2 separate regions of the Pan troglodytes genome follow, and region 1 is linked to region 2. Evidence: chromatin contacts called from public HiChIP or PLAC-seq data. All regions are on one chromosome and are shown on one strand. The core of a region is the stretch at or near the end of the contact, and the rest is flanking DNA. Distances in the headings are between cores, read along the strand shown.

Region 1 (2,752 bases), core at 145-2,644, 440 kb after region 2:
AATATTAGTTTTGAAGTTAAGCATTCCCATTCTGCTGTCGCAGCAGTTCTGACAACGTGTAACTCCTGCTTAAAAAAAAGTCTGCCCTCTGCTAACAGCTTGACTCCATCTCTACAATTTCCCTCCCCCTCCACTCCTATTCCCCCAACTTTTAGGATGCCTGTACATACTGGATCCTGGCCTGTCGACTTCCCGCACGATGTGAGTCATGCCAGCCTTGTATCCCAGGAAGGCTGTGAGGTGGACCGGCTTGGACGGGTCATCCTTAGGGAAGCTCTTCACCTTCCCACGATGCCTGCTGCTGCGCTTCCGAGGCAGGAAGCCGAGGGACCCATGTCTGGGAGCGGAGAACTTTCTGTGAGACTAGGTGGGAAAAAAATCACCGTCAGCACCCAAACCAAAGCAGTGCCCCCTTCTCTAGTTCCCAGCTGCGTAAGTTCCAAATCTCAGCAATACTGAAGAATCCTGACCAGACACCCAGCAAGCCGAATAAAAAGGTCATTATCTCTTCCAGGCTCGCACGTGTCAAGAATGCTTTTGTATTCGACAAAATTTAAGCTGAATCTTATTTCAAATCTTCTCAACCTGTAAGAAAACGAGCCATTTTTTTCTCTAACCACACAAAAATACACTAACTAGTGGCACTAAAAACTGCTCAACAGGCAGCTTTATGTGCCAATTAGCAAGGTTTTGACCGCTAAAGAAAGGGACTCCCGGGACAAACGCTGGGTAGCAGCTAGCAATGCTACGCTATAGGCTGCCTCCGGCGCCCGGACACTAATTACACTGATACACGCAGGCCAAAGAACTCGGCAGAGCCAAATCAGAACGTGACAATCAGCACACAGTTTCTGTCCGCCCGTCAATAAGTTCATCATCTGTGGTTTCTGCGAGCTCCAGAGGCCTTCGGAGTGCACCAGCGGTCCCAGATATTCAGGAGGACTCCACAGCACTCCCCTCCCCCAAGCTTCTTTACCTCCCAATGAGAACGGCGCCGAGAACCTCCACCCAAGGTCCTTCTACCCAGACAAGCAGCTTACGGCCCTAATCCCAACTAATGATACAATTGGTGAGGTCGAAACTTAGAAATGACTCATGGCTTTAAAAATGCCGGGCCTCCAAGCCTGCTCCCACCCTTACGGCCTCTCTCTGGCCGACCTGCAGGCCCAAAGCCAGTCCTCCAAGCGCTCTTCTCCACAAGCCTCTCGACTTTCCAGAAAATAGGCCAGACTGAAGTCCCCGCTGGGTCGCCTGTGCCCCTAGAGCAAACCCCCGGCGCCGGCCAAGACGGGATGGCGGCGATGCGTCGCGGATTCAGCCGTGCCGACGCCGGTGACAATGAAAAGGCCGCCATTACAACACATACCATCACGCCATCAAATCCCGCCGGTAGAGGCCGGTCGGCCTTACGGGTCCGCTATATAAAGCCAAATCTGGCCCCGCCCCCTTCCGGCGTGCGAGCGCGCCCCCGCGGCAGACGTCAGGTCGGGGGCACGTACCGAGCGCCATTTCCACGCATGCTCTTCCGCTCCTAGCTTTCGTTCAGAAGTTGACGTCAGCTTCGGAGACAGAAATTACACACTCTACGGCGAGGGGTCGGGTTCAAACTTAGTGAAAAGCCACGGAGAGGTGGGCTAAGGGTTGGTGAGCCACAAATCTACGGCGTCCGGCAGCAGCCAAATTTGATAATAACGAAGAAAAATGGCTGCGTCGCTTCTCCTCCTGTGATATGCAGCTATCTCTGGAATTAGCGAAGAAAGACTGAAACTCTCGTTTCCTGGCTCCCACGCTGGTTTTGCCGCGACACCAATTTACCTTTAATACCTTTAATCTCGGGCATCCCTCCCTCAAGCCCTATCTCTGCCATTTCTCCCATGCTAATGCAGTGGCTCGCGCTTGATTCTGAGGGTCAGGAGCGTCCCAAGCCTGCGGAACGGCCTCACGACCTCTGGTCATGCGGAGTCCAGCTGCTCAGCCTCCCGGAGCCCCACGCCTTCCAGACCTCTGCATCAGCGAGGGCTTTCGCTGATCTCTGCCTGGGCTCCAGGGTGACTCGGATCCTGACTGATTCCCTGCTTCCAGGCTCGTCCCTTACAAATCTCTTTTTTGAGACGGAGTCTCGCTCTGTCGCAGTGGCGCGATCTCAGCTCACTGCAAGCTCCGCCTCCCGGTTCCCAGTTCAAGCAGTTCTCCTGCCTCAGCCTCCCGAGTAGCTGGGATTACAGGAATGCGCCACCATGCCTGGCTAATTTTTTTTTTTTTTTTGTATTTTTAGTAGAGACGGTGTTTCACCATGTTGGCCAGGCTGGTCTTGAACTCCTGATCTCTTGATCCGCCCGCCTTGGCCTCCCAAAGTGCTGGGATTACAGGTGTGAGCCACCGCGCCTGGCCCCCTACAAATCTTTCTAAGAATCAAGTATCTCGTTACTTTCCATGGCCGCCTCGTTGTTTCCTCGGAATTAAGCATCAACTTCAGCGGCCGCCAAAGACGCTCCCCTAACCGTCTACTTCAGCCTCATGGCTGCGCCAGAGCACACGCTCTCATATCACCTGCTTCCTCTGTCCCACCCTGTCATCTTCTTTAATTCTGGGCCTGGCCTTTGCTCCCACCGTCGTTTGAAAAGCATTCTCTCGGCCAGGCGCGGTGGCTCACGCCTGTAATCCCAACACTTTGGGAGACCGAGGCGGGCGGATCACCTGAGGTCAGGAGTTCGAAACCAGCCTGGGCAACATGGCGAAACCCCGTCTCTAT
Region 2 (2,700 bases), core at 174-2,673:
CAAGTGCTGTACCTGCCGAGTCACAAACGCACAAAATCAGGATGAAGACCAGAGAGGGACAGGCACGCGGCGAGAGCAAGAGCGCGCACCCCCACCCCAGGCCCCGGTGCCCGCTGCCTCCCCTCCCGCGACGCCCCCGGACCCCGCGACACTCACTTGATCGCCCACCCCTTCCATTTCACCAGGTACTCGATGCGTCCCTGAAAAACAGAGGGGAGAAAAACGGGAGTGGGGGTGGGGAGGATGCGGGGACGCGAGGAGGCGGCGGCGCGGGGCTGGGCGAGGGAGCCGGGCTAGCGGGACCGCTTCGCCCCGAGGGCCCCCGGCCCCGGCCCCGGCTGCGGACAGCGGCGGCCCGCCCCGGGCGGCGGCTCACCTTTCGGATCCGCCGTTTGATGATGGATTCGGCCGCGAAGACCCGCTCGCCCACTGCAGACAGCTCCATCTTGCTCAGCGGCACCCACAGCCCATAATACTCCCTGCGCCCGCGGCCGGTGCGGCACCGCTCGCGCACGCGCCGCAGCGCCCAGGCCCCGGCGGGCGGGAGCGCGGCGGGGCGCGCGCTCGCGTTCCAGCTGCGGGCCGTCACGTGATCCTCGCGTCTGGCGCGCGGTTACCACGACCTCCCCCTCCCCCGGGGCGGTTGCTAGGGAAAGTCGGCGCTCGCGGGGCGGGGGCGCGCGCTGGCTCTTAAAGGGGCCGCGCGGGCGGAGGGAGCAATTGCCGGCCGACCCGATGGGTGCCCGGCTTGTGGGCACGCTGCGGCCTTACGCTTATCACCCCCCGTCACATCTTGCCGGCGCCCGATCGCTGACACCCTCTCCTTGCCTCTTAATCCCCACGCGAGTCTCGCCAGGCCCCGGGCGGAGAAGGGCTGTGGAGCCCGAGTCTCGCCGCCACCGCGCATCTCCCGCAGCAGCCTGCAAACAGTTAAATATGATGCAGCAGAAATGCAGTTGCTGTTGCCTTGCCAGGCCTTGCGGGAATTTCTTTAAAACATCGCCCCCCACCCATTATTTATGTATTCGTGGGAGTGTGGTTTTGTAACCAGTTCAGAAGAGTTAAAACAAAAACGCCACCGCAGGAAGGGGGTGTGCGGCGAATGGGGCCGAGGAAGGCCGGAGTGACCGTGGGCATCTGTCTGCGGCCGGGGTCTCGGGCGGCACCTGTCCTCGCCCAGGAGACCGGGGAGGACTCGGCGGGGCCGGTGTGGCAGTGGGGGAGGGAGAGCGACCGCGGGCAGGAACGGGCTCCCCGCACCCCGCCTTGGGCCCACAGCGGGTCATCATCTGGTCATTCGGCAGAAACCGCCTTCGCGGTCATATCTGTGTTTTCCGATTCCCAGCACCCCTCCCGGCCCCCCGACCTGGCCGCGTCCCTCTCCCCGCCCGCAGCTGCGCGAAGCTTCCGCCATTGCTCTGGGGAGCCCAGATCCCAGCTTCCCACTTGAGGAGGGGCGGGGGATCGAGCTGGGGCTGTCCAGGAACGGACACACAAAAAATAGCCCTGCCGCGCAAAACGCTCCACTTTTTAAATGTTGAAATTACTTGAACTTTATTTCCCATTATGTTAGTAGTCTTGTTCTTTGTAAAACAATTTTAAAAATACAGATAAAACAACTGTCCATAACCCCCATAAAACCATTGTTAACATCTTCACCAATCTTCCAGCCTCTGCTCTATGCGTACATAAACTCACGTACACCTATGTATGTATGTATATACATACACATTGTCTGTAGATTTAATTTTTTAACAAAATGGGATCACGCTATTCACACTGTTCTGGAATCTGCTTTTCTCCCTTAATGCTATAAAGTGGACATCTTTCAGTGTCATTAAATACAGATTTCACCATCCTTCCGGTGACCACCTTGGGGCTGAGATGGGGTGGGGAGGAAGGGGGATTGTGAAGAGTCAGGGTTGTGTCTTGCGAACATCAATGGCTCATTAGGAAATATTTTTACGTTTCTGTGCTACAATGCCAATTCTTGGGTTTCAAATCCACCATAGCAAAATGTTAGTCTTTTTCTCCCAGCAGATTTGTCCAATTATTACCTTGAGAGAAATCCCTCTCCTCACTTAAATTCAGTATGTTCCAGGGAAACAGCTATTTGCTGGCCAGCCCAAGGTGAGCTGCTGTGGTAAAAATAGAAATGTCCTCCTGGGAGACGTGGGTGGTGGTGGGTGAGCAGGTGAGAGGAGTGGGTATGACAGTGTGTGTGTGTTCAGGCTGACGGAGACAGGTGGGGGATGAAGCAGGTGAGTCCACTTGTTGATTCATTCAGCAGTGTTTGTGAGCCCTTGTGAAGCACCAGGCTTTGTGTGAAACCATCAGGAAACAAAGGTGCCCCAGGCTGAGGAGCTGTCAGTGGGGTGAGAAAGGCACCTGTCACACAGTGTGACTAATGCTAGAATAAAGGTGTAGGAGTTTCGTGTTGCTGCTCTCACAAATTAACACAAGCTCAGTGGCTTAAAATGACTCAAATTTGTTATCTGATGACTCTGGAGGCGGGAAGTCCCAAATCAGTGTTACTGGGCCCAAGTGAAGGTATCCTCAGGGCTGGTCCCTTTTTGGAGGGTCAAGGAGAGTATCTGTTCCGTGCCTCATCCAGCTTCCAAATGTTGCTGGCATTTCTTGGCTCATGGCTTCATCACTCAAATCTCTGTTTCCACGATCCCTTTGCTCACTTCCTGCTTC

Evidence for each region. HiChIP or PLAC-seq counts read pairs in DNA pulled down with a chosen protein or histone mark.
Region 1: a contact with region 2 is called in an H3K4me3 HiChIP or PLAC-seq map of stem cell-derived excitatory neurons, with 8 times the contacts expected there. The contact joins the promoter of RPL3 here to the promoter of CBX6 in region 2. A contact is called at or near these places in 2 of 7 Hi-C or Micro-C datasets (induced pluripotent stem cells and stem cell-derived neural progenitor cells) and 1 of 1 datasets of contacts at active chromatin or transcription factors (stem cell-derived excitatory neurons).

The regions. Positions count from the first base shown.
Region 1 is chr23:41,315,722-41,318,473 of NHGRI_mPanTro3-v2.0_pri, forward strand. RPL3 (ribosomal protein L3) reads right to left here and starts at 1,395. Exons shown (of 10, transcript NM_001280414.1): 1 at 1,367-1,395; 2 at 171-363. The coding sequence starts at 1,369. LOC112206807 (small nucleolar RNA SNORD43) reads right to left here and starts at 883; the gene lies at 820-883.
Region 2 is chr23:40,874,830-40,877,529 of NHGRI_mPanTro3-v2.0_pri, forward strand. CBX6 (chromobox 6) reads right to left here and starts at 1,424. Exons shown (of 5, transcript XM_016939189.4): 1 at 377-1,424; 2 at 157-200; 3 at 1-12. The coding sequence starts at 445.